2 separate regions of the Mus musculus genome follow, and region 2 is linked to region 1. The links are chromatin contacts, called in public HiChIP or PLAC-seq maps. All regions are on one chromosome and are shown on one strand. The core of a region is the stretch at or near the end of the contact, and the rest is flanking DNA. Distances in the headings are between cores, read along the strand shown. Region 1 has its middle 9.3 kb from the start of 1110028F18Rik. Region 2 overlaps Sntb2 (syntrophin, basic 2).

Region 1 (6,659 bases), core at 1,628-4,127:
GAAGAGGATGAGGAAGGAGAAGTGGTAATGTTACCACATGAAGGGATCTCACCTCTTTTAGTTCCTATTTCTCATCTGTGTCTCACCTTGGTTTCCAGGAAAGAGAAGTAAAAGCTGAGTTGTGGAACCCAAGTCTACAGCACAGACCAAAGCCCAAATGAGAGGATGAAGGGATGCCCTGTGCCAAGTGAAGGGTGTCACACGGGGAGATGTAGGAATGAGGCTGTCCCATGGTCTGCCCCTGGTGCTACTGGAGCCTGACAGGGCCCGGCAGTGACAAAGCTTGGGGATGGGAAAGCAGGCAGGTGGCACTGGGACAAGCCCTGTGCTGAGGTGCTAAAGGGCTACCTCCCAAGTGCCAAATGCCATGGATCACGCACAGCCAGAAAGGTTTAAAGGACAGCTGGAGCGGTGACATGCTGCCAATCTGAATCCCAAACACAAACAACCATCTGTAAACTTTTAGTAATGAGCCGAGCAGTGGTGGTGCACTCCTTTAATCCCAGCACTTGGGAGGCAGAGGCAGGTGGATTACTGAGTTGGAGGCCAGCCTGGTCTACAGAGTGAGTTCCAGGACAGCCAGGGCTATACAGAGAAACCCTATCCTGAAAAAAACAAAACAAAACAAAGAAAGGCACTGACTGCTCTTCCAGAGGTCCTGAATTCAATTCCCAACAACCACATGGTGGCTCACAACTTAGTGGGATTCAATGCCCTCCCCTGATGTGTACTCATATCCATAAAATAAATAAATAAAAATTTAAAAAATAGATTGTTACAGGCTTAGACTTTACATTGATAACCTTCCTTGTGTGTTTCCCTGAAACTGAGCCCTGTAGCCCAGGCTGGCCTTGAATTTACAGTGCATCTGAGGATGACCTTGAACTTTTGTTTCTCCTTTATCAGTCCACTTCCTGACTGCAGAGATTACAGGAGTATATCACTCCCAGCTGGATAAAATCTTTAGATGATTGTCTACTTCATATTCATATCATGTTCCCATTAAGGAAAAACAATAGAGTTAGGTCACTCTGCCTTTTTTAAAAAAAGATTTATTTGGGGCTGGAGAGATGGCTCAGTGGTTAAAAGCACTGACTGCTCTTCCAGAGGTCCTGAGTTCAATTCCCAGCAACCACATGGTGGTTCACAACTATCTATAGTGAGATCTGATCCCCTCTTCTGGGGTGTCTGAAGATAGCTACAGTGTACTTACATATAATAAATAAATAAGTCTTTTAAAAAAAAAGATTTATTTGTGAGTGTGTGTGTGTGTGTGTGTGTGTGTGTGTGTGTGTGTGTGTATGTATGCATATGGGTATATACACCTATGCATGGTGCATGTACCTGTGTGTAGGTATGTACAGAGCCAGAGGAGGGCATGGGATCCCTCTGAGCTGGAGGCTCAGTAATGAGGAAGTGCTAAGATCTGAACACCAGTTCATTAGCCAGTTGATTAGCAAGCACTCAACCACTCAGCCAGCACTCCAATACTCCGTTAATGTATTTTAAAAAGATTTGTTTTGCTGCTTCCTCTTCTGCTTCTTCTTCCTCTTCCTCCTCTTCCTTCTCTTCCTTCTCTTCCTCCTTTTCCTCTTCCTCCTCCTTCTCCTCTTCCTCTTCCTTCTTCTGAAAAATGCCAAATAGCAGATGATGATACCTGTGTAGCAGGAAGGCCCAGAGAAACCCGGTACCCAGGTTAGGAGAGTGGTGATTGCCACCAAGGATTTGGCAGCTCTTTTAGGGACCCACAGTCATTGGCCTTGGGGTTCATGGAGATAAAGCAGAAGACAAGGATTGAATCTAAGCTGGGAAAACAACAACAAACAAAACAAAAACAAATAAAACAAAGCAAAAAAAACCATGAAGGGGCTGGAGAGATGGCTCAGTGGTTAAGAGCACTGACTGCTCTTCCAGAGGTCCTGAGTTCAATTCCCAGCAACCACATGGTGGGTGGCTCACAACTATCTATAATGGGATCCGATGCCCTCTCCTAGTGTGTCAGCGACAGTGTGCTAATATACATAAAATAAAAAAATAAGTCTTAAAAAAACTAAGAAAGAAAAGAAAGCAACATGAAGATCAAGTCCCTGAGGAGGCAGCCACTGCCACCCCAGGAGCCATCGTCTTGGCCATGCTTTTCATCATCCCTGTGCAGAGAGGCTACTGAGGGGACAAGATTGGTTAGCTGCACACTGTTCCCAGCAAGGTGACAGACAGGCTGCTATGTCTCAGTGTTGGTGAATCTCATTCCTGCCCCCAAAGGCACAGAGAGATCTCTGCTTCTTTTTGTTTGTTTGTTTTGCTTTAAGGAAGGAGTTTATTGCCAGGTAGTGGTGGTGCACTTCTTTAATTCCAGCACTCGGGAGGCAGAGGCAGGTAGATTTCTGAGTTCAAGGCCAGCCTGGTCTAGGAGTGAGTTCCAGGACAGCCAGAGCTACACAGAGAAACCCTGTTTCAAGGAAAAAGGAAAAAAAAAGGGGGGGGGTGGTTATTTTTGGCTCCCAGTTCTAGGGAACAGTCTATACTAGTGGGGAAGTCCTGGCAGGAGCTTGAGACAGGAGACAGCTGGTCACATCATAGCCATAGTCAGGAAACCAGAAATGATATAAGTCATTTCACTTTAATAACATAACTGCTCTTTTCTCCCCTGTAGTAATTCAGCTCCTCTAAACGTGGGTTCCCCAGTCGCCACCAACAAGAATATCAGGTTGCATCAGAAGCCTTTCTTATCTTAGAGATATTAGTCATCTCTCTCAGAAGCCACCAGGGAATAATATCAGGGCTTGGATTTCGGGCTGGCTGACAAGCACTGCCCCACCCATTTTGTGCCTACTTCCTCTGGCTGAGGTCAGACTGTGAACTCCAGTGGAGAGAACTACAGAAGCCCGTGCTCCCAGGCCAGTCTCTTAGAACAGTCCTCCTCCCTCTGTGCCAATACACGTCCTTGCATTCCTGTGACCCCCTCAGTGAAATACAAGTAGCAGGCTGTTTAAAGTCCTTTCAGTCCTGGACTTTGTCCAAAAATCTCAGCTCCTGCTGATCTGTCCCACTTCCACATACAGGTCACACAGCCACAGAAGACACGCTCCTTCCCCATTCCTGGACTGTTGGCTTTGCCACAGTGACACCTTCTCAGTGTCCCTGCCTCCGCTACTTGTCCTTCCACACCTGCAAAGAGCTTTTTTTTTTTTTGGACAGGGGCTCACCATAGCCAAGGTTAGTCTGAAACTTGCAATGTAGCCTAGACAATCCTGTCTCAGCCTCCTGAGTTCTGGGATTACAGGCATGAGCCACCCGGCCTGCCTTCTCTGAATTATTAAACCTTTCCTTTCTTCATGCCAGGCAGTGGAATTAGTTGCTCCTTAGCGAGGATGCTTCTTGTCTTCTTCTAGCCAATCTTAACGAGGTTCTCTTTCTCTCTCTCTCTTCTCTCTCTCTCTCCTTCCTTCCTCCAATTTTTTCTTTTTCTTTCTTTTGTTTGTGTATTTAATTTATTTGAGACAAGATCTCATGGTATAGCCCTGGCTATCCTGGAATTCACTCTGTAGCCCAAGCTGGCCTCAGACTCAGAGATCCCTCTGCCTCCCAAGTGCTAGGACTAAAAGTGTGTGCCACCACATCAGGTGACTTGTTTTAAAATTATATTTATTGTGTGTATGGTCCAAGTGCCACAGTGCACATGTGGAGGTCAAAGAATAGCTTGTGGGAGCTGTTTCTCTCTCCTTCCACCATGTGAGTTCTGGGAATCCTAACTCAGGTCCCTGGGCTTGGTAATAGTCATGAACTATTTCATTGTCCCAGAATCTGCTTGCTAGGCATCTCAAGAGTATCTCCCTGGTGGGTCTCAAGCTGATATCTTATCTCCAGAACTCACCACAGCCAGAGTGCTGAGCACAGTACCAGGGACTCCTACGATTGCTGAGCTGAAATCTGAGAAGAACCTCCGACTCTCATAGGTAATTTTCCTATAATGGAATTTAATGGCTGCTCTCTCTCTCTCTCTCTCTCTCTCTCTCTCTCTCTCTCTCTCTCTCTCTTTCAAAGCCACTTGGCCTCTTTATTAACCTACAGGTGTCTTGAGACTTGATTCCTGTCTAGATCCCTCTTATTCCAGAAAGGCTTCTGGGTTTGTCATTCCTCAGTGACAGGATTTCCATGTACCTGCATCAATGCATCTTAGCACCCGCATCATTCTGAGCCACACAGCTAGGAAGCAGAATAATGATAATTGGAGTCCAGCTACCTAGCCCTAAGGCCCAGCTATCACTCACACAATATGAATGTGCATGTGCATATATTCACATCCCCCCACCCCAAGTACACATACACTCAGTATGAGATAACAATAAACAACAGCAACAACAAAATGTTATTGATGATCTGTATTTACTAAGTGATGGGAATTGGGGCCAATGGCCAAACAGCTTGGGCGAGTTCCGGACCCCAGATCTTCTTCCCTACAAGAGGCAGAGTCCCACACCAGCCTGCAGAGAGCTGCCTGAAAGCAAAGCCAAACTGTACTAAGCAAGTGCCCTTGGCGGATAACATTCTAATAAAGCCTTCTTGTTCTTCTCCCCGTTTCCTGCCACACCACGAGAAGGTCCTGGGAATGGTTAGCATGGCTTTGCAGAAGGACTAACCTCCAGGGCTACTTCAGAAACAAAAGACCTTAAAGGGCCAGGCCCCGCCCCTTTGCCAGACCCCTCCCAGAGGGTCACTCCTTCCTGGCTGGGGGGCTAAACAGAAAGCTCAAAGCAGTAACATATGCACACATTCTTTTTTTTTTTATATACTTATTTATTTATTTATTTATTTATTTATTTATTTTTATTATATAAGTACACTGTAGCTGTCTTCAGACACTCCAGAAGAGGGAGTCAGATCTCATTACGGATGGTTGTGAGCCACCATGTGGTTGCTGGGATTTGAACTTCGGACTTTCGGAAGAGCAGTCGGGTGCTCTTACCCACTGAGCCATCTCACCAGCCCATATGCACATATTCTTGTTTTTAAGATTTATATCTTGCTTTCATTTCTATGTATGGTTGGCTGTGGCTGTGTAGAGGCCAGGAAAGAGTGGCAGGAGCCTCCCAATGTGGGAGAATTTGAGAGCTGAATTTGAGTCTTCTGCAAGAACACCAAGTGCTCTTAACTGCTGGGCCGGCTGGCTTCACAGTCCCATGCATATGATTCCTGACTCAGCAACTCTGAGAAACCGATCCTAAAGCCTTTCCCATACAACTCTTTAAAGCTCCACAGAATGGCCAGGCACAGTGGTGAGTGCCTAGAATCCTAGTACTTGGGAGGCAGAGGCAGGAGAGTCAGGAATTCAAGGTCATCCTTGGCTAACTAGTGAGTTTGAGGCCAATCTGCAATATTTGAGATCCTGTCTCAATATAACAAAAAAGGAAAGCCTCATACACAAAGTGTGCTTTCCTTTCATTTTAAAAAATAACACAGCATATATGAATAAACACTGTGGGATTAGAGTCCAGTGGTCTAGCATTGTCTAATTTGTGCAAAGTCCTGGGTTCAATTCTCAGCACTGAATGCGGTAATACAGCCCATACCTGTAATTCCTGTACTCTGAGAGATGTGGTAAGAGAATGACCCAGGATTGGAGAGTGAGATACAATGGATCTTCTGTTCAAGGTTAGCCTGGGCTACAAACTGAGACCCTGTCTCAATCCCTACTCCTTTCAACCCCAAAATAAGTAACGTGAAATGTATTCAGAGGGCTGCAGGCATGATTTAGTCAGTAGAGCACTTCTTAGCATGCATAAAGCCTAGGTTTGACCCAAAAACTAGGCTTGTAACCCCAGAATTTGGAAGGTAAAGGCAGAGGATCAGGAGCTCAAGAACCCAGTTATATTACTGAGCTTAAGTTTGAGGCCAGACTTAGGTACAGGAGACTCTGCTGCAAAACAAAAACAACAAACAAACAAATAAACAACAACACCACACACACACACACACACAAGGAAAAAAAAAAAAAAACCCAGGGGCTACCAAGAAGCCATAGCTGGTAACGTCCTTGCACATAAGCATGAGAACCTGGGTTTAGATCCTAGCACCCACATTCAAACCAAAAACCAAAAACCAAACCAAAATAAAACAAACAAACCAAAAATAATCCTCCTACCACATGGGTCTTGGGGACTGAACACAGGCTTCTTAAGGTTGGAGCCTTAATCACTTAACAGTACAGTCTTGTTGACCCAAGGAATCTAAACCTAAAAGTAAATACAAATGTAACATTAAAAGTGTAATGGAATATGGATATAGTTTCTGTTTCTGTTTCCTTTCTTTCTTTCTTTCTTTCTTTCTTTCTTTCTTTTTTTTTTTTTTTTTTTTAGTTTTTCCGAGTGGTTATAGTTTCATTCAGTGTTTGTGGTGTGTGTGTTAAGCCCCAGAACTGAAGAAACCAGGTGTGGTCCCACATAGCCACATCCCAGAACTCAGGGAGTGAGGAGGATCAGATATTCAGATATTCCCACTCACATTTGGCTCCATGGAATTAGTGTGAGGCCAGCCTGGGCTATAAGAAACCCTGGAGACTGAGCCCAAGGGTTTGTGCATGCTAAGCAAGCACTTTACCAACTGGGCTGTATTTCCAACCTAAGACAATTTTTTTAAATAACACTTCCACCCCCTAAAAA
Region 2 (7,044 bases), core at 1,975-4,474, 430 kb after region 1:
GGCATGTAAGGTCTACAGGAAGGTTAGGAACACGGTTGGCTCTCAGAGGTAACTCCATAGGCAGCTCTGTAAGTTCAAATGTATCTCCCAGTAATACTGAAAATGTTGCTTGTGGTTTTCACTGTGCTGACAGTTGCCCTGAGGGATACCTTTACCTGTTTCGGGGCAATTGGTGATCTGTCACATGCATAGAACATACCTGTGTGGGTAATCGTTGTTTTTCCCCAAATGGATTTTGGGTGTGGGGAGCCAGTTGAACTTTATTATTATTATTATTATTATTATTATTACTGAAGTAGTAAGAATTCAGTTTGGGGGCAGAGGGGGATGCTCAGGTGGTGAGAGTTCTTGTTGTGAGCACACATGAGCTCAGATCCCAGCACCCAGAGAGGAAGCCTGTAGCCCCCATGTTATAGAAGGATGAGACAGGAGGATTGCTAGGACTTTCTGGCCATAAAGTAACTCTAGGTGCAGTAGGAGATCCTGTATCAAGGGAATAAATAAGGTCATAGAACAGAACACCTGATGTCCCTCCACATACGTTCATGTACACACACACAGCCCAAGCTCACTCGCTCATATTCTCTCTCTCTCTCTCTCTCTCTCTCTCTCTCTCTCTCACACACACACACACACACACACACAGCACAGCACAGCACAAATTATCAGCTTTATCCATCTTTTTAAGATTCTACATGATGAAATATGAATTATTAAGCTGAGAAATTGCTTGTACTTCATTCTGAAGTATGATCTGGTGAGCCATGCTGCAAGGAAAAGGGCTGGTGTTCCTGAGTCCTGAGCTGAGCTCCAGCTGCTCCTCATGAACTTCAGTTTCCCCTTGGAGGAGGGACTGATTAATAGCCCACCATGCTCAGTTCTGTGTCTAAAATGACTGAAGTGCTCTGTCATCTAAGGAAAACACTGGTGCTAATTGTTGCCTGTGATAAAAATCTGTTTTTCAAGGGAAATTATAAATCCGGATAAGGTTTCGATGCTGCATATAAGGAGAGCATGCATGTTTTGGATTTTTTTGTGATGCTCATTTCATTTGATATAAAATCCTCAAAGTTCATCCATGTGATAGCTGATGATAGGACTTCCTCTCCTAGTTCACTGAATGGGACGTGCCATTGTTTGTTTTGTGTGTGGTGTTTTGATTTGTTTTAGGCCGGCCTGAAATTAAGCATTTTTTTCTGTAAATGAATGTTTTGCCTCTATGTATGTCTGTGAATCATGTGTGTGCCTGGTGCCTATGGAAGACAAAAGAGGGTATAGGAGATGGTTTTGAACTGCCATCTATCAAACCCAGGTCCTCTGGAAGAGTAGCAGGTGTTCTTAACCTGAGTCATCTCTCTAGCCCCCGAAGAATTTTCTGCATCTCTTTTTCTGTTGGTAGGTATTTTCTTTCTTTCTTTTTTTTTAAAGATTTATTCATTTATTATATGTAAGTACACTGTAGCTGTCTTCAGACACTCCAGAAGAGGGAGTCAGATCTCGTTACGGATGGTTGTGAGCCACCATGTGGTTGCTGGGATTTGAACTCCGGACCTTCAGAAGAGCAGTCGGGTGCTCTTACCCACTGAGCCATTCTCACCAGCCCGGTATTTTCTTTATGAAGACAGTAAGTAATATCCTGCCTCCTGTGACACCAGGGACTATTCTATCAGATTAAAGGATATCAAAATATCATAATTTGGGGCTGGAGAGATGACTCAGTGGTTAAGAGCACCGACTGCTCTTCCAGAGGTTCCTGAGTTCAATTCCCAGCAACCACATGTTGGCTCACAACCATCTGTAATGAGGTCTGGTGTCCTCTTCTGGTGTGTCTGAAGAGAGCAATGGTGGTGTACTCATATGCATAAAATAAATAAATAAATCTTTTAAAAAATATCATAATTTGGCTTTGAAATGCATTCATCCAAAAACTGTTGAAGGTAATGATCACCTTAGCTTTCTGTTCTATTTGTGGTCCTAGGTTGGTTCATTCAGGTTCTGGATGTCGGTCACCCTCCCTTGGATCTGACCTGACCTTTGCTACCAGGACAGGCTCTCGGCAGGGCATTGAGATGCATCTCTTCAGGGTTGAAACTCATCGGGATTTGTCGACCTGGACCAGAATACTTGTTCAGGGCTGCCATGCTGCTGCTGAGCTGATCAAGGAAGTCTCCCTAGGTAGAGATACTTTTGTTTGGCCTTCCTATCTATCTCTCTCTCTCTTTTTCTTTTTCCCCTCCCTTCTTCCCTCCCTCTCCCTCTCCCTCTCCCTCTCCCTCTCCCTCTCCCTCTCCCTCTCTCTCTCTCTCTCTCTCTCTCTCTCTCTCTCTCTCTCTCTCCCCCTCCCTCCCTCCCTCCTTCCTAACTTCCTTCCTTCCTGCTTGTTTTTGACAGGGTCTCACACAGCCCAGCCTGGCACTCTTGATCCCCTGCCTCACCTCCCCAGTGCTGGGGTCACAGGTGTGCACTCTCATTCCTGGTCCTGGATTCTAACCATAATTATTAGTTTTTTCAAGCCTTATCTTTATCAGTGTGTGCACATTTCCTTGTGTGTACATACATGCCATGAGTGTGCAGGTGCCCCATGAGACCAGAAAAGGGCAGACAGTGAAACAGAATTTGCTTTTGTGGGTGCTGAGAATCAAATTGGAATCCTTTAGAAAACCAAAGGATGAACCTTTAAAAGCTAAACCATCTCTCCTGCCCTCTAATAGTAATTAGGTGAAGTTACTCAGCTGTAAAGTAAAACCATTGTTTTGCATACTGATTGTAAGCTATTAAAACACGGTAGCTGAAGTGGTGGTGGAGGAAAGAAATCTGTTATCTGTCTAAGTACCAGACCTTTCCCATGCCTGCCATGTAGCACTGACCACCATACTACCACGTGGCTTTTTCACTGTGTATCATTGTAATCTACATTTAATAGTGTAAGAACCCAGGCAATAAGAATTAGATGCACTGACTACAGTTAAGAAGATTTGGCACTTAAGGCCATCCATACGCCCTCAAATACAAGTATCTGGCAGTTTGTGGCTGTGGAAAATAACGTGTATGGAGTAGGAGTTTCTCTTCAAAAGCTTGAAAATGTCTGTCCAACATTCAGGAGTTGGTTGCCTCATTTCCACTCTGGGCGCTCCCTCTAGTGGCGAGTCCCTGCTGGTTGCTTTGTTCCACAGTGGATGTGCCCCTGGTGGCAGACATTATGAACTTGGTGTTTCATATACACTCTGTAAACATACAGGTATTCCAGTTTGCCCTTCCGTTTCATGAAACAAGGGTCAGTGTGGCTTATATACAGGCAGTGCCTTAAGCCCCTCCTTCCCTCTCCAGATGACTCATACTCCTGACCGGATTAAATACCTGAAGGACAGACAGTATCAGTCCCCTTCATTCATTAAATCAACAAATATTTGCTGAGCACTATTTAGCAAGAGCTAGGCTTTATAATGATAGAGATAAAGTAAATAAGATCTACTCCCTGTCCCTGACCAGAGAGATGTGAGGAGAGGACAGACGCCATCCTGTTGTTCTCTGTAGTTAGTTTGTGGAGAGACTAATAAGGCGTTTTTTTCTTACACCATTGACCAGGGATGCTACCCCAGCCGTTCATAATTTGTTGTTTTTAAAAGTTTCTACTTACCAGTGAGCATAAATTCCTGGTGTTTTCCTCTAGTAATATAATAGTCACCTTAGTTGTCAATTTCTGGGGCCTACTCCCTTCGAAGTTGTCCTATAATGCTCAAAAAGCCTGAGTCAATCAGAGTGTCTGTCTGTCTGTCTCTCTCTCTCTCTCTCTCTCTCCCTACCCCCACCCCATGTGATGTGTGTGTGTGTGTGTGTATGTGTGTGTGTCTCCCCTCCCTCCTTTCCTCCCCCTCTTGCTTTGATCTGTCTCCTGCTGTGCTATAGGGTCAGGTCAAAGGACTCTCCAGAAACATTGAAACCACTTAAAACTACAAAACTAAACAACTGATCCCAGTAGCAGGATTTGTAGAAAACATTATTAGGAGGTCTCTCAACACCAGTCTTTGATTTTAAGAAATACAGACTGGGAGATGGGAAGCAGAGCTCAGTATCGCCATGGAGAGGCCTGGGATTCGGGCTTCAGCACTACAGAAAGAATAAACAAACAGGCATGGGCTGGGAAGGTGAATGCTTGCCACACAACATGAAGGCCCAAGTTCAGTTACCAGAACCCATGTAGACATCCAGCTGCACTGGCTCGTGTGTGTACGTCCCATGTAGACATCCAGCTGCACTGGCTCGTGTGTGTACGTCCCATGTAGACATCCAGCTGCACTGGCTCGTGTGTGTACTTCCCATGTAGACATCCAGCTGCACTGGCTCGTGTGTGTACTTCCAGGGCTGGGCAGGTCAAGGCAGGGATCCCTAGGACTCACTGGCCAGCCAGTCTAGCCAAATAGGTGAGCCCAGACCAAGGAGAGACCTTGTTTCCAAAACATAAGGTGGATAGCACCTGGGGAGGACCAATTCATAAGGTCTCTACACACAGGTACCTGTGCATGCACACAAAAATACAAGATAGGTAATATGTAATATGATTGACATTCATTTCAGTGTAACCCCGATTGACTCCTGGCTTTAGTATGTTATCTTAGAGTGTCTTTCTATTCTGTAATGTCCTGTGATGTGAAAAAGCCAATGTTCCCTTCCACTTATGAGTGTAAGACATAGGAACCAGAGCAGTGGAATGAAAACCAGATTTGTGGGGATGGTGAGTGTCATGGAAGCAAAAGAAAGAGGTATCAGAGGAATGGTGGTACTGTCGGCCGGTGTGCATTAGACAGACGTTAGCAGTGCTTTGTGAAGCTTACCAAAACTAAATTGTTTTAATTTTCTAGCTAACATAATATTGATTTCATTATGTCTGTGCACCACATGAATGCAGTGCCCATGGAGGCCAGAAGAGGGGTTGGATCACTTGGGACTGGAGTCCTGTGGGCCCTGAGATGGACCCCCTCCAGTCACCATGACATTTTCATGCACACACATCCCTGTTCATCCGCCATCACTGTCTCATCCCACACTGTTCCTCTTCTCTCCCCATCGTCCCTGTCTTAGTGTTACTATTGCTGTGATGAGACGTCATGACCAAAACAACTTGGGGAAGAAGGGATTACACTCACGGGTCCATAGAACAGTTTATCACTGAGACCAGTGAAGGCAGGCACTCATGCAGGGCAGGAACCTGGAGCAGGAGCTGATGCAGAGGGCATGGAAGAAGATGCTAATGGGCTCACTCTCCGTGGCTTGTTTAGCCTGCTTTTTTATGACGTCCAGGACTACCAGCCCAACAGTGGCCCCTCCCCCAGCAATCACTAGTTAAGAAAATGCTTGTCTAGGTTTGATCTTATGCAGACATTTTCTCAATTGAGACTCCTTCCTTTCTGATGACTAATTTGTATCAAGTTGACATAAAACTAGCCATCACAGTCCCTCTTCTGGTTTACAGTGTTTTTAATTTATTATTTGTATTGGCTGTGTGTATGTATAGGTCTATGGAAGTCATAGGTCAACCAGGATTGTGTTCCTCAATAGCTACCCACTTTGATCTACTTTTAATTTTTGTTACATTTATGTTTGTGTATGGCATGCATGGGGGTCACATGCAGGGGCTGGTTCTCCCCTTCCTTGTGGGTGCCAGGGCTCAAGTCTTCAGGCTTGGCAGCAAATCCTCCTAACTGCTGAGAGGTCTTGGTGGCTCATTTGCTTTGGAGATACAAGCTGTCAGTGCATTGTGGGGGCCCATCTATTAGGCTCTGCTGGCTGGGCATCAAGGCCTAAGAATCTGCCTCTCCCCCTCCCCAGCACTGAGATTACAAATGTGTAGCACCACACCTGGCTTTGGAGGGGGCTGGGGGAAGGGAGTTAGGTTTTGTGCTATTGTCTTTTGGTTTAGGTTTTTTTTGTTGTTTTGTTTTTGGTTTTGTTGTTGTTGTTGTTTTCAAGACACAGTTTCTCTGTGTAGACCAGGCTGGCCTCAGAGACTCACCTGCCTCTGCCTCAGAAGTCCTGGGACTAAAGGTGTGTGTGCTCCACCACGCCCAGCCCACACCTGGTGTTTTGTGTGGGAGCTGGGATGTAAAGCAGGTGCCCATGCCTCTTACCAACTTTGCCATCTCCCTGGCCCACGACATCTTTTTTTGTTGTTGTTTTTTAAAACTAAAATTGTTTCATTTTGTTTTCTGAGATAGGTTTTTCCTAGCCAGTGATGCAAATAGAGACAGGGTACATAACCAACCTATGGTATCATTTGGTTGGATTTAGCAACTTGGAGATATAATTGGTGTCCTCTCGGAGAGAAAAGGAAAAGTGTGACAAGAGGAGCAGACTGCAGAGGCCTTGGGTGCGGACAGTTCTTTCAAGAAGTGTGCTGAAAGCCGGGCGTGGTGGCACACGCCTTTGATCCCAGCACTCGGGAGGCAGAGGCAGGCGGATTTCTGAGTTTGAGGCCAGCCTGATCTACAGAGTGAGTTCCAGGACAGCCAGGGCTATACAGAGAAACCCTGTCTTGAAGGAAAAAAAAAAAAAAGTGTGCTATGGAGAGGAAAAGAAAAAGGAGAGGTTAGAGGAAGTTGAGAAGTTGAGTATTTTTTAAAGAGGTTAATGCTGGTAACTGAAGGTAGAATTGTCAAATGTTTATCAGTTATGCATGAGGACCTGGGTTCAATCCTCAGCACCACCTAGGCCAGATCTGATGGTATACGACTGTAATTCCAGCATATTCTAGTTTCCTTTCTGTTGCTGTGATAAAAACCCTGACCACAGCTGGGGGTGGTGGCACACACCTTTAATCCCAGCACTCGAGAGGCAGAGGCAGGCAGATTTCTGAGTTCGAGGCCAGCCTGGTCTATAAAAGTGAGTTCCAGGACAGCCAGGGCTATACAGAGAAACCCTGTCTTGAAAAACAAAAACAAACAAACAAACAAACAAAAAAACCCTGACCACAAGCAACTTTAGGGGAAGAAAGAACTTACTTGGCTTATACTTGTAGATCACAATCCGTCACTGAGAGAGGTCAGCACT

What was found. HiChIP or PLAC-seq counts read pairs in DNA pulled down with a chosen protein or histone mark.
Region 2: a contact with region 1 is called in an HNF4G HiChIP or PLAC-seq map of pancreatic cancer cells. The contact joins two enhancer-like sites. A contact is called at or near these places in 1 of 484 Hi-C or Micro-C datasets (B cells), 1 of 115 datasets of contacts at active chromatin or transcription factors (pancreatic cancer cells) and 1 of 9 other capture datasets (embryonic stem cells).

The regions. Positions count from the first base shown.
Region 1 is chr8:106,574,499-106,581,157 of GRCm38.p6, forward strand. No RefSeq gene overlaps it. Among named protein-coding and RNA genes, the nearest start is that of 1110028F18Rik, 9.3 kb to the right of the region's middle. Within about 2 kb of position 2,878, at least 71 of the 459 cell types and tissues checked have an H3K27ac peak or open chromatin away from gene starts, as enhancers often do. A contact at or near this core is called in pancreatic cancer cells, where this site is marked.
Region 2 is chr8:106,999,532-107,006,575 of GRCm38.p6, forward strand. Sntb2 (syntrophin, basic 2) reads left to right here. Exons shown (of 7, transcript NM_009229.5): 5 at 1,979-2,175. Among named protein-coding and RNA genes, the nearest start is that of Gm22085, 6.6 kb to the right of the region's middle. Within about 2 kb of position 3,225, at least 41 of the 459 cell types and tissues checked have an H3K27ac peak or open chromatin away from gene starts, as enhancers often do. A contact at or near this core is called in pancreatic cancer cells, where this site is marked.